Regions from separate parts of the Sus scrofa genome. Here regions 2 and 3 are each linked to region 1. A link is a contact called in public HiChIP or PLAC-seq and promoter capture Hi-C data. All regions are on one chromosome and are shown on one strand. The core of a region is the stretch at or near the end of the contact, and the rest is flanking DNA. Distances in the headings are between cores, read along the strand shown. Region 1 holds the start of ZNF566 (zinc finger protein 566). Region 2 holds the start of ZNF829 (zinc finger protein 829). Region 3 holds the start of ZNF567 (zinc finger protein 567).

Region 1 (2,581 bases), core at 27-2,526:
AACCTCAAACTTACATTCCTTGATCTCACTAAACGTTGATTGTTTGTGTTTTTTTTTTTAATCCGACAATGGGAATAACACTTTAATTCACTTCTCTGCTATTTCCAATGGCCAATACTACTCCTCAATCTTTAAAGTTATTTCTTAGTCTAGAACTGCACAAATCAGCTCCCTTAGACATACACGCCTCCCCCAAGACGTTAAAAGAACATCAAGATTGAATGGCTAGGACTCCAAGATCTGGGCTCTAAGCAAGAGCAAGCCCCCCATTTAAAAAAATAGTTTCTTTAAAACCAACTTTCGTTTTTTAAAAAAGCGCTGCTTTAATTTCTATTCCATAATTGATCAAGCTTTAAATCATTTATTAGCTCAATTATGTAATCTTTCTCCCATCAAACCTTAAAAAAAGACAAAACAAAAACAAAAACAAAAACAAAAAACCTGCCCCAGAAAGATCCATCCTCCTTGCCACTGTTTTACAATGAGGTTCAGAGATTATTTACCAAGATACAATCTCAGTCAAACATACGGTTGATACTCATTTAAATTATCAATTACTGGGGTTCCCTGGTGGCTAAGCGGGTTAAAGATCCAGCGTCCTCACTGCTGTAGCGATAGGTTTCATCCCTTGGCCTGGGAACTTCTGCATTCCAGAAGACAATCAATCAATCACAAATAGTTAATTCCACACACACCCCTACACAAAATCATGCGTCCAGTTTCTTCTCTATGGCACCCAACACATACCGGGCTCTCATTACTTGCATTCTGCACAGCTTGCCTCACCACCCCCTCATTCTCACGCTGCGACTATCACACCGAAGTCAGGAGCACAGCCCCTTTGCGAAGTCGGAAACTACTCCGTTTTAAACACCCCCTCCCCATTTCACGTTTAGCGATTCCTCCCCTTCAACCTCCCCAATCCCGTGGCAAGTTCCTGGTCTCCTCCTCTGCAGCCTCCTGGACTAGCTTTGGGTCTCAAAAATCTCAGGTCCCAAAACTCGGCACCGAAGAATCCCCCAAGTCAAACTCACACCCAAACAAAGGCCAAGACGGCGACCCAGAAAGCCTGCGCGCTCCCCTGGGCGCAGTGACACTCCCAGATGTCTGCGGGGTGTGGCCAGGCTCAGGGGATGAGGAATCCAGACGAATTTCAAACGGTCCATCCACCGCTTTTTCCTGCTTCCTAACTACACTTCCCAGGAGGCTCGGCGGTGCAAATTACCTCCCCTTGCGGACTAACTCTTTTCTTCCAGAGCGCGTTCAACTCCAGGGGATACAGTAGGGCGGACCTGGGAAGTCCATTTTCAAATGCTTAGGAGTGGCCTTCTTTGGGGACCACTGCCTGAGGCTGAGCCAGGCTCCGCGAGGTCTCTGGTGCGCGTTTGTGAGGGGGACGCAATCTTTTCGGCGGGACAGCAGCTGAGCTCTGATAAAAATCCCGTTGACTGTCAGCCATCTTGCCCGCCTCTGGGCGTCGCTGACTACACTTCCCAGAGGACTCCTCGGCAAAACGTGATTCTCGTGTGAATTCAACCTCGAGAATCACGCTCTGGGGGGACCCTCAGGTCCGTACCAGCAAGTGTTTCAGTGCAGTGGAGGGCTCTGCGCCTTTGGAAGCTTGGAAGAACCGAGGTGGGGAACCCTAAGAGAGGGTGGGCTTGAAGCATCGGCTTTGTACCGCTGAGGAGGTGAGATTGAAATTGTGTGTTTGTGTCTGTGTATTGGTATGTGATGAATGACCGTGTGATTGTGTCTCGCTGTTCCTGTAGTGAGCGTGTGTTTCCAATGATAACCGTGTGCAGCACAGCCTCAGAGCCTGTGACTGCTCTGGTGTGACGCGATGCGACCCGGTGAGGTACATGTAATCACGTGTGGCATTGAATGTGCTGGTGTGAGGAGCTTGTGACTCGGTGGATGTGATAGCGTTTGCCCCGTAGAGGGGTGTGATTGCGCGACTGTGTGCTGCAGAGTACCGTTGGGGTACTTGTGGATACTGTGTGGTTTTATCTGTCGTTTGTGTGATTGTGACTGCGACCGTGTTCAGGTGTGCAGTGCCTGTGACAGTGTGAGTTGTGATTTATTGTCCTCTTGGTAATTGTGTGATTGTGCTTATGTGACCTTTTGAGGCCCTGGGTATGAGGCCCTGTTGTTTGAGTTGCGGGTTATCTTTAGCTGTAAGTTCCCATGTTCGTTTATATTTGTGTGTGGTTATGTTATTATGTTAGCATCACTGGATAAATGTATGAGGATTTTTCACTTATGTATATATACCACTTTAAGCATTATACTGTAGTTTTTCCCCATTTTAAAACTTTATGTGAATGCTGACATACTTTTATCTCTTACTTTAATGATTTGTACAACTATGTTTTTGGGAATTATCCATATTAGATATGATAGTGGTTCATTTGTTTTCTTTATTATATTCCATCCTTTAAAGTATACCAGTTATTCATCCCTTCTAAAAATGATGGACATTTGAGTTATTTCTAGTTTTTCACTTTATAGACTGTGCTGCCACCAGCATTCTTTTACATAGGATACACATGCATGATTTACCTACCAATGGAATTACAGT
Region 2 (2,581 bases), core at 61-2,560, 230 kb after region 1:
CCAGGCTAGGGGGTCTAATCGGAGCTGTAGCCACCGGCCTACACCAGAGCCACAGCAACTCGGGATCCGAGCCGTGTCTGCAACCTACACCACAGCTCACGGCAACGCCGGATCGTTAACCCACTGAGCAAGGGCAGGGACTGAACCCGCAACCTCATGGTTCCTAGTCGGATTCATTAACCACTGCGCCACGACGGGAACTCCAGGAAAAGAAATTTTAAGGATGCTTTTAAGATCTGTCTTGTACTCTGGTGATCCACCATGAGAAGAACATGTCCTGGTAACCACTGTCCTTTTAGCCTGAGCTGCAGAAAGAACGCCTATGGAGCAGGTCTGAATCCATTCTGCAGCCCATCCATCCAGGCAGGCCCAGCCTAGGTAAAATGAACATAAAGGACCTGTAACCCTATGAACAAGAAAATAAATGCTTGCTGTTGTATTCCACCGAGTTTAAGAGCTGTTTGTCAGGCAGCATTATTATAATGACAATAAATAATACATATAATAAAAAAAGCCAAAAGAAGGCCCAAAAAATAAATAAATAAAATAAATCTGGACAATGTCACCAAAGGAAAGAGGGCTAACAAAGAGTGGGCAATGAGGAAAAAGGACCACTTGAAACCAAATACAATTTTTTTCAAGCGGTTACCAATTATGCCTACACAGAAGTCAACTCAGGCAAGACAAGAACCACTACACAAATTACAATTGCCAACACCTCACCACACTCACACATTGCACATCCACCTAGCAATTACACAAACAACACCACAAACGTTTTCATAAATCACAATCACGAACATCACCATTACACATCCTATCACAATTACTCCATCACACTCATACACAACCACACCCCCATCACTCTCACATCACCACAATCTCTCTCTCTCTCTCACTCACACACACACACACACACACACACACACACAGTAACTCTCCACCACAGTTTCTCGTTCTGAGAACTCCAACAACTCTCCAGGAGCATTCTCCGCACTGCCGCTACTCCAAACACTTGGGGCCTCCTTAAAGGCTCCACCCCTTTAGCCGCGCGCTGATGCTGCCCAGATGGCTTGAGCCCCTTCCTTAAGTCCCGCTCTGGGGACACGGCAGCGTCACCTGCCGGAAACGCCCGAATGCACATCTAGCGCGCAGTTTCCGAGAGGATGGATGAAGGAGACCCGAGGAAGGCCCGGGCCAGGCGCTGGCAACGTCGAACCACCCCACCGCGTCTGCCTCCCAACGGACGTTCCACAACACAACACCTCCCAGAAGGCCTCACGGCTTGACTCAACTTCCGGCCAGAACAGAGGGGGCGTTTCCTGTGTGAGGGAGACCGGGGTGAGCCTGGTCGGCTCAGGTGGTTAAGCCCGAGTGCCCGAGCTACCGCGCGTGGCGTCTCTGAGGCCCGACTAAATTCACAGTTGCGGGGGCAGTCGATCAGGGTGAGCCCTAGCAGGGCGCTGAGAGAAATCAGCTGTGGGGCCCACTGTGGACCACATTTCCCAGAGGGCCTAGCGGCCGGTCGCTCTTCTCGCAGGAACTCGAAATTTGCGTCACGCCTGGCGGGACTGTTAGATCCATGAGGTGGGCGATCGTGGGCCCGTGGGGCACTGGTTCAGCTCTGCGGGTTGGGATCCTGGGGGACCTGGAGGAGGCTGAAATTGAGGAGGCCAGAGGCTGATACGGAGGCTGGTGCTTGTGCCTGTGCGGGCGGAACGGACTGAAAAAGGGGAGATTTTGCGACCCTTTTGCATATGGGGTTGTGACCGTGTGTCCCTATGGTGGTGTGTGATTGTGACCACGCGACACTAGGATACCTGCGGCTATGCGAATGTAACATGTGTTCCATGGTGAGTTTGGTATATTATCTGTGTTGCCATGTGTGGTTCTATGTGTGCAGGTGTGGAGTGTGTGTTCCCTTGTTTTAAGTATGTCTGTGCCTCATGAATGTAGCACCGCGTTTATGGGTAGGAGGCTCCTGTCAACTGTGCGATTGTTACTTCACAGCTCTGTCTCTAGGAAACCTCTGTGAGGTTTGGTCAGACTTTAGTCCTCGACAGCTGTAACCTCAACTTTCTCCTGAAACACTGAAATTGGGTGGGACGCCCCATTTTCCTCTGATCTCCATTCCCTGAGTGTGTGCTGAGGCTTAGGGCTGAGACTGGGGCTGAGCCCTGACTTGACCAGTTTGAGCAATCAGAAAAACCTGGTGTCTCAAACTATTACTTTCTCATCTAGTTCTACCCTTTGCCAAGTGAGGAGCAGAAGAGAAGGAAAGAATGCATGCTGAACTTCTACAAGCAGTGTCCAAAGTATGTTGAAGTTTCTTTTTTGCTTTCCTTCTTCTGAAAATTAATGCTTAATAAAGATATGTCACTTGAGGAGTTCCTGTTGTGGCTCAGTGGGTTAAGAACCCAACAAATAGGACACAGGTTCAATTCCTGGCCCTGCTCAGTGGGTTAAGGATCTGTGTGGCCATGAGCTGTGGTGTCTGCTAATGTGGCTTGGATTTGGCGTGGCCATGGCTGTGGCTGGCAGCTGCAGCTCCAGTTTGACCCCTAGCCTGGGAACTTGCATA
Region 3 (2,581 bases), core at 41-2,540, 160 kb before region 1:
CCATCAACCTGGAGGGAGTGAAGAGGGGACAAAGGAGACGATGAGGAATTAAAGAAACTGATCATGCATTCTTTTGCACAGCAGACTTCCAGCAGAAGGGAGAGTTTTTAAATCGAGTTTGCAGTATTGATTTCTACAATGAACATTTTATTTGGCTTAAATGTGACTGATCTCATGTTTAAATGTTCCACAGGTGTTTTTTTATTATTATCTTCATAATGACTGAAGAAATTATTGAATGTTTCTTGTCCAGGAATTCATCCAGCCTCAGGAAAAAAAAAAAAAATCATGCAAATAGAAATTTGAGGGTAGAGGTTATGGGAGAAAGCTTTTTGTGTGCTCCCAGTGGTGGTCTACTTACGTCAATATACTGGTCATTACTCATTAAGGGTTTTCCCAAAATACAATTGTACCACCTGAAAATTATTTTAATTTTACCTCCTCCTTTCCATTTTAAAAATCTATTTTATTCACTTGTCTAATTGCCAAATTCCACAGGCATATAAAATGGCCAATATTCAGATAATCTAAACAAGACATAGTGCATAACTAGTCTTACATCCACTTTCTTAAGTGCTTCACCTCAGTCACACAATGATCCAGCCACATTCATAGTCATCGTGAACTGTGCACACAAAATACTTCAAAAATTTGACATATTCAGTCATATCACCCACTGCACAATCACAGTCCCATAGACACACAGGTCATGCATAATCCCACAGAGCCCACTACATACGTCTAGGCAAAGTAGCAATATTTTACTCATAAACCCCTAACTGTCGCCTCCTTAAAGTCGCAGTTTCAAACATAAATCGACACACGCAGAGACTCTTTTCACCTTCACAAACAATCGGCTTATAACGTCACACGCCCAAACACACACAAGAACAGGCACACAAAGCTACACAAACGGAACGCCTGTGTGTGCCAGGCCGAGCTCACACCCGCCTCGGGCTCCCTGTTCCCTTCTCGCCGTTCCCAGCCCTGGTTTCTTCCTCTGCCTAGGTCTTGCTTCCCGCTTCGCCTTCACTAGGGCCTGAACTTTCCCTTTCCCCCTCGGCCCGAGTTCCCTCTTCCTTCCTCGCTTTTCCCAGCCCAGGTTCCCGCCTCCCTCCTCCGCAATCCCCCCGCGTCCCAGCATCACCCGCCCAACCAGAGCCCGCAGGACCTACCAGCCTCGCCTTCCACTACTGGCCAGCCGTCCGCTCAAGCGCACTCCCGCGCGGGTCGTACCTCCCAAGTGTCTCCGCGGCACGTCTTCGCCGCCGCGGCCTCCGCGCGCAGGCGCGCGCGTGAGCCTTCTCGATATCCGGGCTTTTGCGGCCTTGAACTACATTTCCCACAGCCCCTGGGCAGCTTTTAAAAAGATGTTTGATCTGTGGTTCGTCTCTTGCTGCCCTCCAAAGTTCTCAGTCGCCGCGATCCAAGTGGTATAACCGGCGTCTGGGTGCGGCGGGCCCTCACGGTGAGGAGGTCTTGACCCTCTGGCACAGTGTCACGGGCTGTGTGGACCTGGAGCTCAAGCCTGTGTAGGCGTGTTTAAGTGTGTGTGAGCCTTTGTGGCCGTGATGAGGCGGGGTGTGTGCGCCGTAAGGAGACCGTGACAGGTGCAAGATGCGGGACCTTTGGGGTGACCGTGGTTAACTGTGATGTGAGACATGTGCCCCTGTGGGGTTTGAGACCGCCCTTCGGAAGACGGTGCTACCTAATGTGATGGAAGAAGCTGTGACTTCTGTGACCGGGTGGGAGTTTGGTTGTGTCATGCGGTAGAGCTTATTTCTGCAGTTCTGGGTTTAACATCAGGACTGAACAGGGCTGTTGAAGTTCTCCCTGAGAGTGTATCTGTGCCTGTGACGATACCTGTATTAACCAGAGTCGCACTGAAGCATAGCCTGAGCTGCATTTGTCAGGGCATCCCCGCCTCCAGCGCCCAGATTCCAGTGCTTAACAGAAGGTGGGTGCCAGGGGAACGAGCGTCGCCCGCCCAGAAGCCAATTTTCTGTTCTATCCTTTCTTGGGATCTGTATCCCTGTATCACTGCTTCCTCTTTTCTCCCAGTTTATAACCAGGACCCCAGCTGCAGAGAAATGGTCACCAAAATGGGAGTCAGATATTTCAGTGGTAGGATAAAGGTTATACAAGAGCATAAACCTCTTTTTGGAATGAGTTTTATTAGAGTTGGGAGTGTCCCTTAGGCAGAGTCCTAGGAAGACATGAGGAGAGCCTAGGAGTAGGAGTCCCTCCTCCGGATCTCCCTGGGGAGCTGATGTCAAGTTCCACATTTCAAATCACATCATCCTCAAAACTGTCTCCCCAGTTATGAACTCAGAGAAAGTTTCAGCCCTGGATATCAGTGATCTTGGCCTTTGCCTTTGATACTAAGAAGGGTTAGCAGTACTCCCATCTTCCCTTCTATCTGAGTATGTGTGCAGGTGATGATGTGAGCTTCTGTGTTGAAGAATTTCTTCCAGTTTAGCCATTCTGTGCTCCAAAAAAGGTTTGATGTCTCCTGTCTCCTTACTTCCCTCCTTCTCATCCTTCCCCTACAGTGCAGATCTCTGAGAGAAGAGCCCTGAGA

The links. Promoter capture Hi-C pulls out the DNA fragments that hold promoters and counts their contacts. HiChIP or PLAC-seq counts read pairs in DNA pulled down with a chosen protein or histone mark.
Region 2: a contact with region 1 is called in a promoter capture Hi-C map of liver, with 4 times the contacts expected there. The contact joins the promoter of ZNF829 here to the promoter of ZNF566 in region 1. A contact is called at or near these places in 1 of 5 promoter capture datasets (liver) and 1 of 2 datasets of contacts at active chromatin or transcription factors (alveolar macrophages).
Region 3: an H3K27ac HiChIP or PLAC-seq map of skeletal muscle shows a contact between it and region 1, with 6 times the contacts expected there. The contact joins the promoter of ZNF567 here to the promoter of ZNF566 in region 1. A contact is called at or near these places in 1 of 5 promoter capture datasets (liver), 2 of 47 Hi-C or Micro-C datasets (heart right ventricle and liver) and 2 of 2 datasets of contacts at active chromatin or transcription factors (alveolar macrophages and skeletal muscle).

What each region holds. Positions count from the first base shown.
Region 1 is chr6:45,892,707-45,895,287 of Sscrofa11.1, forward strand. ZNF566 (zinc finger protein 566) reads left to right here and starts at 1,277. Exons shown (of 3, transcript XM_021097194.1): 1 at 1,277-1,691. It overlaps LOC110255280 (zinc finger protein 82 homolog), which reads left to right and starts at 1,564. Exons shown (of 7, transcript XM_021097168.1): 1 at 1,564-1,691.
Region 2 is chr6:46,120,216-46,122,796 of Sscrofa11.1, forward strand. It overlaps ZNF829 (zinc finger protein 829), which reads left to right and starts at 1,311. Exons shown (of 6, transcript XM_013998466.2): 1 at 1,311-1,587; 2 at 2,242-2,315. The coding sequence starts at 2,283. ZNF568 (zinc finger protein 568) reads right to left here and starts at 1,291. Exons shown (of 8, transcript XM_021097146.1): 1 at 1,120-1,291.
Region 3 is chr6:45,736,740-45,739,320 of Sscrofa11.1, forward strand. It overlaps ZNF567 (zinc finger protein 567), which reads right to left and starts at 1,291. Exons shown (of 6, transcript XM_021097128.1): 1 at 1,176-1,291; 2 at 1-8.